Regions from separate parts of the Mus musculus genome. Here all the other regions are linked to region 2. The links are chromatin contacts, called in public Hi-C and HiChIP or PLAC-seq maps. All regions are on one chromosome and are shown on one strand. The core of a region is the stretch at or near the end of the contact, and the rest is flanking DNA. Distances in the headings are between cores, read along the strand shown.

Region 1 (3,795 bases), core at 508-3,007, 550 kb before region 2:
TGAAAAGGCCTTCTAACTCTGTCTCCACTCCTACTGAGCCTAAGGTGTCCAGAGTACCCACCACCCACAGGAGAAAAGTGAGCCCCCCCCCCCCAGACTAGGAGAAGAGAACAAAGTTCCTTTGAAGGCAAGTCCCACTCTACCCCACCACTTGACTGAAGGCCTAAAATACAGATCCTGGCGAGACCTCACAAGCCCTGTAGTTTATCACCTTGTTCACAAATGTGGAAACTGAGGCTTTGAGTAGGAAGAGTCACTCAAGGTCATCTGGCAGTCAGTGGCAGAGGCGGGGCCAGAAGCCAAGCCTCTAGGACCCAGTCCAAGATCTTCTCAGATTCTGCCCCTGCCTACCTAACTGGTAGGAAAAGAAAGCCCGAGCAAGGGCCTGCCCCCTGCCCTTAGGCCTGCACCACCTCTTCGGGATCATCCTGTTCTCTGTCTAGGGACAATGCTGCCCATCCAACTGAGCCCTCCCTCCCAACACAGTAAAGCACACATTGTCCTGTGTGCACAGGGTCACAGGCAAGGAATGTCACCCTCCTGCTCCAGGGGCCCTTTGCAGTCACACACTCTGTGGCACATGCAGCCTTGAGGACAGGCACACCAACACCAAACATTCACCTAGCCTAGGACACATTTCTGGAAGTCTCCCTTGCCAGGTCCGAATAAGGGGAGTTGTAGTCACCCAAACCCAAAGGGGCTTGGGGTACCATCCCCAGCAGGAAAGTCCACCACACTGGAACTCCATGGCCAGCCTGTTCGCCCCAAAGCCAGCTTCAGGTGTGCAGCAGCCTCTCAGCACAGGGCCCACAATCTTGGGGACTTGCCGGAGACGCCTCTCCACGGCCCATGCAGACTCGAATTCATTAGTGACACAGGGATTTGACCATATACTTGTCACACACTCAAGAGCAGATTTGGTCACTAATCCTACACCTCTAGTTTTAGTCTGTCACATACAACACAGCCAAGACTGGAACGCGCAGTGTACTTTTAGGGACCAACAGCTTAGGTCATAAACAGTCTTAGGACAGCACACACACACAATCTCATCAACTCTGGACATTTAGAGTTGGAAACACCTACACATCTCATCCCACCTCCCTTTCCTGCACATTCCTGGTGTCATACTCACTCTCCGACCCCTAGCTGCAACACTAGGCCCCTTGGTCCTATGCCAGTGGTCCCTGGCACCAAGCCTTGTCCCCTTGGCTCCTGGCGTAAGTCTCAGGGCCCACCAGCCCCTACTGACTCACATTTTTGCACTGCACACGGCCCGGGCACGCCCCCCCAGCCACACTCAGCAGAACTGGACCCACCCCCCCAGACCCCCTCCCCGCCTTGCCCCCTCCCCCACTCACTCTGGCCCTCAAACTTGCGGATGATGGTGTCGAGGAAGGTGTTCTGCGGCGCGACGTGGCCCCTCCGCACCGGCATCCTGAGCCCATGGGCGGGCCGGGCGGGCCCCCACCCACCCTGGCCCGGCCCGGCCCAGCACTAGGCTTCGGGTGGCCTGGCCGGGCCGTGGTCTCCGCACCCCGCGGCCAAGCTGAGTGCGGGCGGGGCCGGAACTGGACCGAGGGCGCGGGATTCCCGCTCTGCTTAGTGGCTGCCGGCTCCGGACCCTGGGCCGGGCCTGAAGCTGCTGGAGCTGCGGCGCCGGCACACCTGTCTGTCGACCCGGGCTGGTGGTGCCACGGGCCCGGCTGCACCTCGTCCCCGCGCCGCGCTCCGCCCGCTCCAGCGCCGGGCTCCCGGCTCACGCCTGCCCGCCGCCGCCGCGCCGACAGCCGCTCCAGCGCCCGCGGCTCGGGCAGCGCCTGCGGCTTGGTCCGGCGGCTGAAGGGTTAATGCGGCGCGCGCCCCTCCGGCTCCGGCCCCCGCCTCCCGGCCCCCTCCTGTCGCCGCGCGCCGGCAGCACCGCCCTCTCCCCGCCACCCCGAGCGCCCGCCCTTCTTATTGGCTGAGCCGCGCCGAGCGCTCCCGGAGTCCCAACCCCTCGCTCCGCTACCGCGCCCCCGGGACTCGCGCTCCGCCGAGAGGGGGAAGGGACCTTTAAGTAGGGGAACGGTGAGGACAGGTGCGATGGTCGGTTTGGAGGTGACCAGGGAGAAGGGCATATCGCCCCCTCCCAGACTCAGGACTGAGAAACCCGATTTGATGGGGACAGGACCAACCCTTTATCTCCTGCTTCCCTGCTGCGCCTAGGGCAGGCTGAGTACCCACAGCTCGATGTCGGAATGTGCTGTGGGTGACGGGGTTGAGTGAGGCCTAGGCTCTGAGATGAGCCGCCCTAGGACCAGGGGACAGCCAGAAAATGGGAAGAACAGGGAATGTGGAAGCTGTAAAATTTTGAGACAAGGGTGGGTGAGCCGTAAGAGAGGCACGCCTCCCCTGTCTCCAGGGAGTTATAACCTCTCGGTGGTTATTCGAATCTCTCCATGGATGACACGTACAAAGAGACCGACAGCAGTTGCGGCCTTTTAGCTGTAAGAGCAAAGCGAGGCCCTTCCTTGAGTGCGAGGTCCCAGCCAGGGGATCCCCGTGAGCTAGAGGCCTTCCCTCCCTCTGCTGAAGGAACCTCATAGGCCCAATAGGAGGGCTTGGGGCCCCCCGAGGCGGCCCGGGCGGCCCAGCCCCCTCGGAAAACCCTGGCCTTGCCTTGGGCCCCTCCCCCTGCCAGCTGGCTCGCTCCAGCAGCAGCTCCCTTATTTAGGCAAAGAGGTCTGAGGATGCTCAAGGGCAGGCAGGGTGTCCACCAGCCGCCTGCCCACTGCCTGCCCACCGCCTGTTGGGGCCTGAGTAGGGGGCTTCGGGCGGCTGAGGTGTCCTTGATTTGAGCAGCTCAGCGACGCCTGGGGCAGGGCAAGGCCGAGAGGCGAGTGTTGACAGCTGAGCAGGCCTGCTGTGGGGAGGAGCCAGGCAGCTGGAGTTGAGGCGGCCTTGAATCCCCTCCCCTGCCTGCAACCCGGATCAGAGGCCTGTCTAGATGGATGGGGCCATGTGGGGGTTCCTGAGGGCTTGCAGCTGCCTCTGTCCTTGCAGCAAGGGGCTGGGTCTTGTCACCAGCGGGAACCTTCATTGGATGGGGGAGAGGGGGCGACGGACGGCGCAAGAAAGGTCGCCATGAGACCACGCCAGCCAGACTCTTACCTTACTCTTACTCCAGGAGCAAAATCCTGAAAACACTAAGGCCAAACAGGGCCCCTGGCCAGGAGGTGACACTCTTTTTTATTTGCTAGTGGGTGGGCAGTGACTCAGGGAGGCAGCCGGTGGGAGAGAAGGAGGTGGCTCCACCAGCTGATGCTAAAAAAGTCCAGAGACTCCTGCCTGCACAGTCATCCCTCAGACCCTTTCCACCAACAGCGTCTTCCTCATACACACAGGATGCCCAACTTGTAACTTAGCCTGAGAGGCCTCAGCGCCTCTGGGCTCATGGCTGCTCTGGCCCCGGAACACCCGGCCTGTGTGAGTGAAGAGTCCTCCTTTCTAAGCCTGGGGACTGAAAGTGAGAAAAAGTGAGAGTGGGCACGGAGAGCAAGATCCAAAGGAAGAAACCTCTATGGCCTCCTTCTAGACCGAGGCTTCAGGAAAGATTGGTCCCAAAAGGAGGGGACTCCTCGTCTGACTGGCCAGCAGTCCTTACCACTGGGAGCCACTTGCTGAGGAAGTCTTTTGGTCTTACTATCCCAGAGGGAAAACACAAGGTCACCGAGGCCCATTATCTGCCAGTAAAAGGAGAAACCAGATACACAGTAACTCTCCTAAGAGCTGCTTGCTTGCTAAAGAAAGCTC
Region 2 (3,619 bases), core at 1,031-3,530:
AAGAGGGCTGGAGGGATGCTGCAAGGAGGAAGAGGGAAGCAGAGGGAGGGAGGGAGGGAGGCAGGAGTGGACCCCAAGAACAGGCGAGTGTGCTCATGGAAAGCTTCTAGCAAGGTGCAGAGAGAGGATGCAGAGGGCTGGACTGGCAGGAACAGAGGCAGTGCTTAGAAAGCAATCCCGGGAGGTGGGTGAGGCAGCTGGGGGAACAAAGTGAAAGAAGGGGAGAGGAAGAAAGAGGACATGCGCTGGCTAGGGCTTGGGTTTGTCGATTTCATACATGTTGATTCATGTGGAACCTGTAACTGAGCAAATGCCTCCATCAGATTGGCTTAAAGGCAAGACTGAAACATTTTCTTGATTAATGGTTGATGTGGGAGGACCCAGGGCACTATGGGTAATGCCAATCTTGGGCAGGTGATCCTGGGTTGTATAAAAATGGAGGCTGAGCAAGCCATGAGGAGCAAGGTCATTCCTCTATGGCCTCTGCCTCCAGGTTCCTTCCCTGACTTCACTCAATGACGGCATGCCGCCTGGGTTTTCCTTCACAGGCTGCTTTTGGTCCCCAGCCAAGCACATCTCTGTAGCTTGCTCTGTCCCCTTCAATCCTTCATACGTGTTCCATGACCAACCTCACCTACTCTAGGGGTCCCTCCTGCTTCTTTCCATCCCTTCCTTGTAGGACAGAAAGAAAGAGAAATGGGGAGGTGGGGAAGGGGAGAAGAGATCAGGAAGGCAAGAAGACTATAGGGATCGTGGCTGGTCTTGATAGCTAGCGACCTGTGAAGGACAGAGGCCTGGCCAGAGAGGTGTGCTGGACATCCTTAGACACTAAAGTTTCGTGGTAAGGAAACCAAATGCTGGCCAGTATGAATACGTCGGGTCAGAGCCAGGAGTGAGCACTCTCTTAGGTGAGGACCAGTGTGAAGGTAAGTAGGCCTCAGATAGAGCCACAGGAACATTTGGTTTCTTCCATTCAGTTAGGAAGGATGACTGCATGGAGCTGTGAGTCACGCCATGTTACACTGGCTGCAAAGGGAAGAGAAAGAACCACAGAGGGTATCTACAACCAGCTATGGTGGGGAACCCACCAGGGACCAAGCCACCTCTCCAGCCATGCCTTAGAGATTAAGGATGAGCGTTGAGAAGAGGGCACGGGGCAACTCTGTGGACTCCAGGTTAAGATGGGGACGAGGGTTGACTGCTGGCCACTGGATTTGGGGAAGATAAGTTTGTGCTAACCTTGGCAAGTTTGGATGCAGGGCAGAATTGGAGTAAAGAATAAAGAGGAGACCATGGTAATCTTCTGAAAGGAAGATGACCTCACATTGGCCTCCAACATGGGCTTGACTCTAGGGGAGTCTCTGGAATGTTATATGCCATCTTAAAGAGGGCACTTCACCTCTTCCCCCCCTCCCCCCACCCCCGTGACAGGGTTTCTCTGTGTATCTTTGGCAGTCCTGGAACTCACTCTGTAGACCAGGTTGGCCTTGAACTCAGAAATCCACCTGCCTCTGCCTCCCAAGTGCTGGGATTAAAGGCACCACTGCCAGGCTCACCTCTTCTCTTCTGACTTTGCTCTTCTATGACCCAGGGTGTGTGTGTGTAATGCTTTGTGCCTTAGGGTTATCTGAGACTCAGCATAGTTCCACAGTATATGCTAGTAGTCATCAAAAGATCTAGGAGAAGAGAACATTAAAAATGCTTTTCCAATTTTTCCAGTGCTGCTGGACAATCAACACCGTTCCTGTTTACACCTGACAGGTGAAGCTGGAAGCCACAAAGGTCAGAGACAGGCCCAGGACTCTGGCGAGTGGGATGGAGTTCCATTTGGATAGTGATGGGGCCTGGACCCTGGTGGGGTGCCTATAAAGTAGAAAGACAGTCTTCTGGAGGGAAGTTCACGAGTCCCTAGCAGAGTGATGGGAGGTGTTACCTTGGTTCCTAATGACTTTCTACTTGGTTCCATGCACTTGCCAAGGCTGGTGATATGTTCCACTTCTTGCTATCCAACCACTCTATGCACTTTCCTGTTTGTTTAAACCAGTCAGGTATTTTTTTTTTTTTTTCCTTTTAGGTAACACGACCTTTTCCTGTCTGTCTTAGCCTGATTTTGCTTCTTGGACAAAATACACAGCTATTTACTTGGCTCATGATTTTGGTAGCGGGAAGACCTAAGGAGCATAGCGTTTATGTGTGCTGAGTGTCCTACTGGCTGTGTCATAATGGGGGGTGGGGGGGGAGCATCACACAGCAGCCGGTACAAGAGGGTGTGGCTCTATGGACAGAGAAGAAGCCAGACAGCGGGGAGGCTGGCTTCATCCTTTCCAGGATGCCTAGGAAGAACCAATCAATACCTGGGAGACGATACATCTCCTTTCCACGTTACACGGGGACTAAAATTTCATTCCAGAAACTTCTGGGGTGCAGACACCTTCCAAAGCACAGTCCACAGGACAACTCCTGTACCTTCTTAAGCCTAGGACACCGTTAGGATATGTTTGAACCTGACTTTGGATATACTAAAACATGTGGCAATATGTTAAATACAGGGTAAGCTAGGCAGGAAGTTTTCTACTACAGATATTTCATACAATCTTAATTATTCTTGTGGTCAAGAATCAATTTATCCCTGGCCTATAAACTCAGCCAGAGAAGGTCAGAGTTCAGAGAGCACAGACAGACCTTCTGAACCTGTCACTTTGACATGTCTACCACCAGAGGTCAGCACCCCTCATGTCACAGCCAACAAACCGGCAGGCTGACTCTGCAGAGGCTCACTTTTAAAAGCCCCGAGATTCTAGGGAGAAGGAAAGGCTTCATAGGCTCTCAGTGCCTCCCTGGATTCTCCATCCTCATGAAAATTTAATACCACATAGAAACTGTGCACCTGTTCATGTATGGTGACGCCACGGAGGGCCAGACTGCTGCAGTGCCCAAGGTGTGCCATCTCCACAGAGAACCCATCTTCACTCCCTTTAGGCAATTCCCTCCCACCAGGTAAGAATAGTGGGCACAGTTTTTTGTTTGTTTTCTTTCCCCCTTTTTTTTTTTTTTTTTTTTTTTTTTTTTTTTTTTTTTTGGTACACTGGTTATTGGATGCTCTGGAGTCTGACTTCCAAGGAGGAATGGAAAGCAAGCAAGTGGTTACCAAGCGCCAGGCCTGTGTTTGGCAGATACAACCCATAGTGATAGCAATACTAAAACAAAGCTTCAGGAGCTCTGTGGATTGATTACCCAAGGAAAGGCAGCCAAGTCTTCACACGCCAGGGCCTGAGCTCCGAGATGTTTTACTTTCCCAGAGTGGTCCCTGCTCGCTCTGGTGCTCGCGATTTCTCTCTCACACGCTCTGTGTGTGTGTGTGCGCGCGCGCACATTCATGTAAGCATGCATGTTTGGGTGCATGTATGGGTAAGGGCCAGAGGTGGCTACTGGATGTCTTTTTCCATTGCTCTCCACCTTAGTTTTTGAGATAGGCTCTTACAGTGAATCTTGGCAATTCATCTCGTCTGGTTGGCCAGTAAGCTCCAGAGATCTGCCTGTCTACGCTTCCCCAGTGTGCAGGGATTACAAACCTATATTACCATGATTATATATTACCAGATTTTTATATGTGGGTGCT
Region 3 (3,951 bases), core at 106-2,605, 630 kb after region 2:
TGGTAGGAAGGTGGCTTACTAAAGACATGTAAGTTGTTGCCCTTACTTACAAAGCTGGACTTTGGCTGCCAGATAGGAACCTGCCCTGAGAGAGTGAAGAAGGGCTCTGGAGAGATGAGTTCTCTGGAACTTTTGGCTGATTGACTACAAGTCCTGTAGGACTGAGGTGGAACGGAGGAAGGGAAAAGAGGCTTCTCTCTGGACTTAGGCTGGAGTCTACTAGCAGCTTGGAAGACACAGAACCTAGCAGAACTAACATGTATGTGCTCTTATAGAAGAGACAATATTCCTTTTAGAATGAAAAAAAAAAAAAAAAAAGAAAGAAAGGAAAGGAAAGGACATGACTGTCCCAGGTATGGTGGAGGAGAAAATATAGTATAGATAAAAAGGAAAACACAGCCAGAGGTAGATACATCTGGGCAAGCCCAGAGTGGTCATGACCCTGAGCCAAATAGGGAGAGGGGGAGGGGAAGGGAGAGGGGCTCAAGTGCAGAGTACCAAGGTACAAAAAGGGGCAGGTAACCAAAGGTATCTGGATTATATAGGGAAAAACCTCTGGGAGAAGGGCAGCCCAGCCCCTAGTCTGGAAAGTTTATGATAGGGGCTGAGGTATGCCAGCCATACTGTGGAACAGGTGGGGACTGAGGAATGCTGGGAGAACCTGGAGGCCAGGTCCACTTTGATAGTTAAATAGGCACCTCAGCCGATTGTCCCAGGTTTGAAGTTTAACACTTTTATATAGTTGTTTGGTTTTGGCTGTTTTGTTGTTGTTGTTGTTGTTTTTTGAAGCCTGTGTTTAGAATGTAGACCAAGCTGGCCTTTAGCTAGCAGAGGTTTGGTTACAATCCCCCCTCCCCCCAAATACTGGAATTAAAAAGGCGCCTGCCACCACAGCTTATATAGGACTGTTTTAAATGAGAATGTTAAATAGGGGGCTTGGGCACTGGCTCAGAAAAGAGCTCTTGCTGCTCTTTTTTTCAGATCTGGTTCCCCACCCCCACAGTAGTTAGCTCACAATTGTAACTCCATCTCCAGAGGAACCCATGCTGTCTTTTGGCCTCCAAGAGACCCCCACCCTAATCTCTCCCATACACATATAGACACATAAATAAAAGTAAGTGTGGAAAAAAAAAAGATTAGGAAGGCAGGAAATGTATCTACGAGCTGGACATGTTGAGCTTGTACTTAGAGCCTGACTCCTCTCAGACATTTTCCAGGAATTTCACAAACAGGACTATCAGCTTTTGCTTACAGTAAAAATACCTGAACTTGATTGAGCAGGGCTTGTGACCTGGGGTGTGACCTTATCAGCAGGGACCCACCCTATGACCTCATCTTAGGTCTTCAGCCACCACCCAAATCCAGGGCTCTAGCCACTGTGAAGCCTACAGCCACCCTTGGGTGCTTCTCACTCGTCCTCTGGCACAACCCTTTCTAACCCCACCCCTGCTCCCCGGGTTAAGCTTGTATTAAACTCCTCACCTGCAAGTACACCCGTGCTCGGCACCCCCACACTGCTCCTGAGTCTCTCTGCAGTGAAGTCCACAGAATGGCAGCTTCACGTGAAAAGAGAGAACTCTACGCACTCAGGCACTGCTGGGGAGGTGGAGCTAGCTCTTGCCCTCCCTACTGTTAAGAAAAGGATCAAGGATGTGGTGACTCACACCTGTCATCCCAGCACAGGGAACCTAAGCAGGAAGGCAATCTCAAGTGTAAGGCCAGCCATAGCTAGAGGAACACCCTGCCTCAAATAAATAAATACAAGTAAATAAAAAATTGGCGGGTAAAATTTCTGTGCCTTTAACTCCGGTTGAGTCAGGAGGATCAGACGTTCAAGGTCATCTTTGAGGCCACCTCGGGGTTAAATCAGACACTACATCAAACAACAAAGAAAGTAGCATGAAGGAGGTTGAAGGATTTTCCTACATGTTTCCTTTTCCGAAACACTAGGGATGGCACTAAGGGACTGGCACAGCTAGGCTGGTGCTCTCAGACTGAGCCACACAGCCAGTCATGGCAGCATACAGTTTGTCAGTCTCCAGTACTCAGCAGGCAAAGGCAGGTGAATCCGTGAGTCCTAGGGCAGCCCATGCCAAGTTGTAGCAAGACCCTGTCTCAAATATAATGCAATAAAGTAATAAAATATTAACAAAACCAAAACCTTGTTTGGTATTCTTTGCCATGAGGAGGTCTCTAGTCTGTCTCATCCTCCATCCTGGTCTCTGCATAGCAGCCACATCTGGTAAATGTTGGGGTTCAGGAATCGCCGCACAAACCATATGAACACTGATCTCAGTTAAGCAAGAATAGTTTATTGAATGCACATCTTAATACTGGTCAGACCAGGAACAAAGCTCAGAATTATCCGAACTACGACAATAGATAGTTTTTTCTGTTAGCTTATAAAGGAAAAAAAACCCCACCAGGTCAGCTGTGACTCAAGCCATTTTAGACATAACAGTTCATATTGACCTTTAACTTGATGGGTCCTACGTGAAGCTTGTGGGATTTCCTAAGAGTAATAAACCTCATAAAACATAAAATAACAGGGATGTGGTCAGCATGAGTTAAGCTGTGACTTTTTTGTGTTGTTGACTAGCAGGCAACAATATGAAATAAATGGAAGACATGGAATAGCATTGCTACAGCTGTGTGGGGGTGGGGTTCAGACCATAGCAGTAAACTCTCAACAGCATACCTGTTCTGCTGTGTGTGTTCAGTGGTCAGAGGACAACTTGTGGGAGTCAGTTCTCGTCTACCTTTCATGTGTCTCAGAGATAAAACTCAGGTCTTCAGGCTCCGGAGCAGGTACCTCCTTAGCCATCTCAATGGCCACAGACTCTTTGCTCCATGTCATCTTAAATATTTCTTCATCCACTGGTCATGGTGGATTTTAAGCATTTGGAAGGCAAAGGTGAGAGGACCTCTGTGACTTTAAGGCTAGCCTGGTCTATTCAATGAGATCCTGTCTTAAAACTAACAACAAATCAAAACCCTTCACATCATTTCCTGTGTGAAGGAATGGTGCCCTATCGTGCCTGGCTAAGGTTGGCCCCACTGCCAGGCTCCATCTGGGCACTTTGCCCACAGCTCTGGCCATGCCCTTGTCTCCCAATTCAATTCATCTCATTTGTCTTCCCTTTGTAAAGCAAGGCCTGACCCACAGAGACCCACAGAGACAGAGAAGCTTCGCTTTACAAAGCTGTGCCCATTTCTGTGAGTGAAAGGGTCTGAGGACCATTTACTAAGTTAGACCTGTAGAAATCGTTCCTAACCCAGACCAGATAACTAACCTGCCAGGTCAGTGAGCTGATGCTATAGAGTTGACTGTTTATGCTAAACAGGTTCATATTGGACAGAGAAGAGAACCCACTAAATAATTGGCTGACAACAAGGGGAACAGCTTGGAGAAGACCAGCTAAGTCTGGGTTCCTCAGAGATGGCTGGGAACTTGGATGTAGGAAGTGTTTTCTCCACGGGCAGATCATGGACCACTTTCCACACGTGGATGATTTTCTCAAGCAGGACGAGACAGACATCAAGAACTAGGGGCAAGTAGGAGGACACAGTGAGGGCTGGGGATGGGGAGGAAGAGACAGCAAGGACTAAGGTGAGAAGGACATGGTACCTTGGGTGTATCCCCTGCACCAAAGGGGAAAAGTTATAAGATGATCCTCCAGCATTCTCCCCTGGATATTTCTCGAGCTTAGGTGGAGATCCAGATGCTAAAAAAAATCAGTGTTTTTGTTGTTGTTGGGTTTTTTTTTTGTTGGTTTTTTTTCGATTCTATGAATGCAAGCTTTATTATTAATGTACCTTCTCCCATAGACAGACCCCTGCCCCAACAAAGACGTTGAAAAGTCAGAAATCCTATGACATGCCATCTCTGCTTTGGTACCCAGAAGAGAGCTTGAGCCTCTTCAAGGCTTCCAACGCTTCAGGGAATCCAGG

What was found. Hi-C and Micro-C count contacts between places; a contact is called where the count stands out from the background. HiChIP or PLAC-seq counts read pairs in DNA pulled down with a chosen protein or histone mark.
Region 1: a contact with region 2 is called in a Hi-C map of CD4 T cells, with 3 times the contacts expected there. The contact joins the promoter of Kcnh2 here to the promoter of Prkag2os1 in region 2. A contact is called at or near these places in 2 of 484 Hi-C or Micro-C datasets (CD4 T cells and embryonic stem cells) and 1 of 115 datasets of contacts at active chromatin or transcription factors (memory CD8 T cells).
Region 3: a contact with region 2 is called in an HNF4G HiChIP or PLAC-seq map of pancreatic cancer cells. The contact joins the enhancer-like site here to the promoter of Prkag2os1 in region 2. A contact is called at or near these places in 2 of 39 promoter capture datasets (liver and pre-B cells), 2 of 484 Hi-C or Micro-C datasets (both in embryonic stem cells) and 2 of 115 datasets of contacts at active chromatin or transcription factors (memory CD8 T cells and pancreatic cancer cells).

Annotation. Positions count from the first base shown.
Region 1 is chr5:24,349,847-24,353,641 of GRCm38.p6, forward strand. It overlaps Kcnh2 (potassium voltage-gated channel, subfamily H (eag-related), member 2), which reads right to left and starts at 1,758. Exons shown (of 15, transcript NM_013569.2): 1 at 1,362-1,758. The coding sequence starts at 1,437.
Region 2 is chr5:24,900,289-24,903,907 of GRCm38.p6, forward strand. It overlaps Prkag2os1 (protein kinase, AMP-activated, gamma 2 non-catalytic subunit, opposite strand 1), which reads left to right and starts at 2,281. Exons shown (of 7, transcript NR_040684.1): 1 at 2,281-2,550; 2 at 2,877-2,997. The region is part of intron 5 of Prkag2 (protein kinase, AMP-activated, gamma 2 non-catalytic subunit); the gene reads right to left.
Region 3 is chr5:25,535,671-25,539,621 of GRCm38.p6, forward strand. No RefSeq gene overlaps it. Among named protein-coding and RNA genes, the nearest start is that of 1700096K18Rik, 7.6 kb to the left of the region's middle. Within about 2 kb of position 1,356, at least 52 of the 459 cell types and tissues checked have an H3K27ac peak or open chromatin away from gene starts, as enhancers often do. A contact at or near this core is called in embryonic stem cells and pancreatic cancer cells, where this site is marked.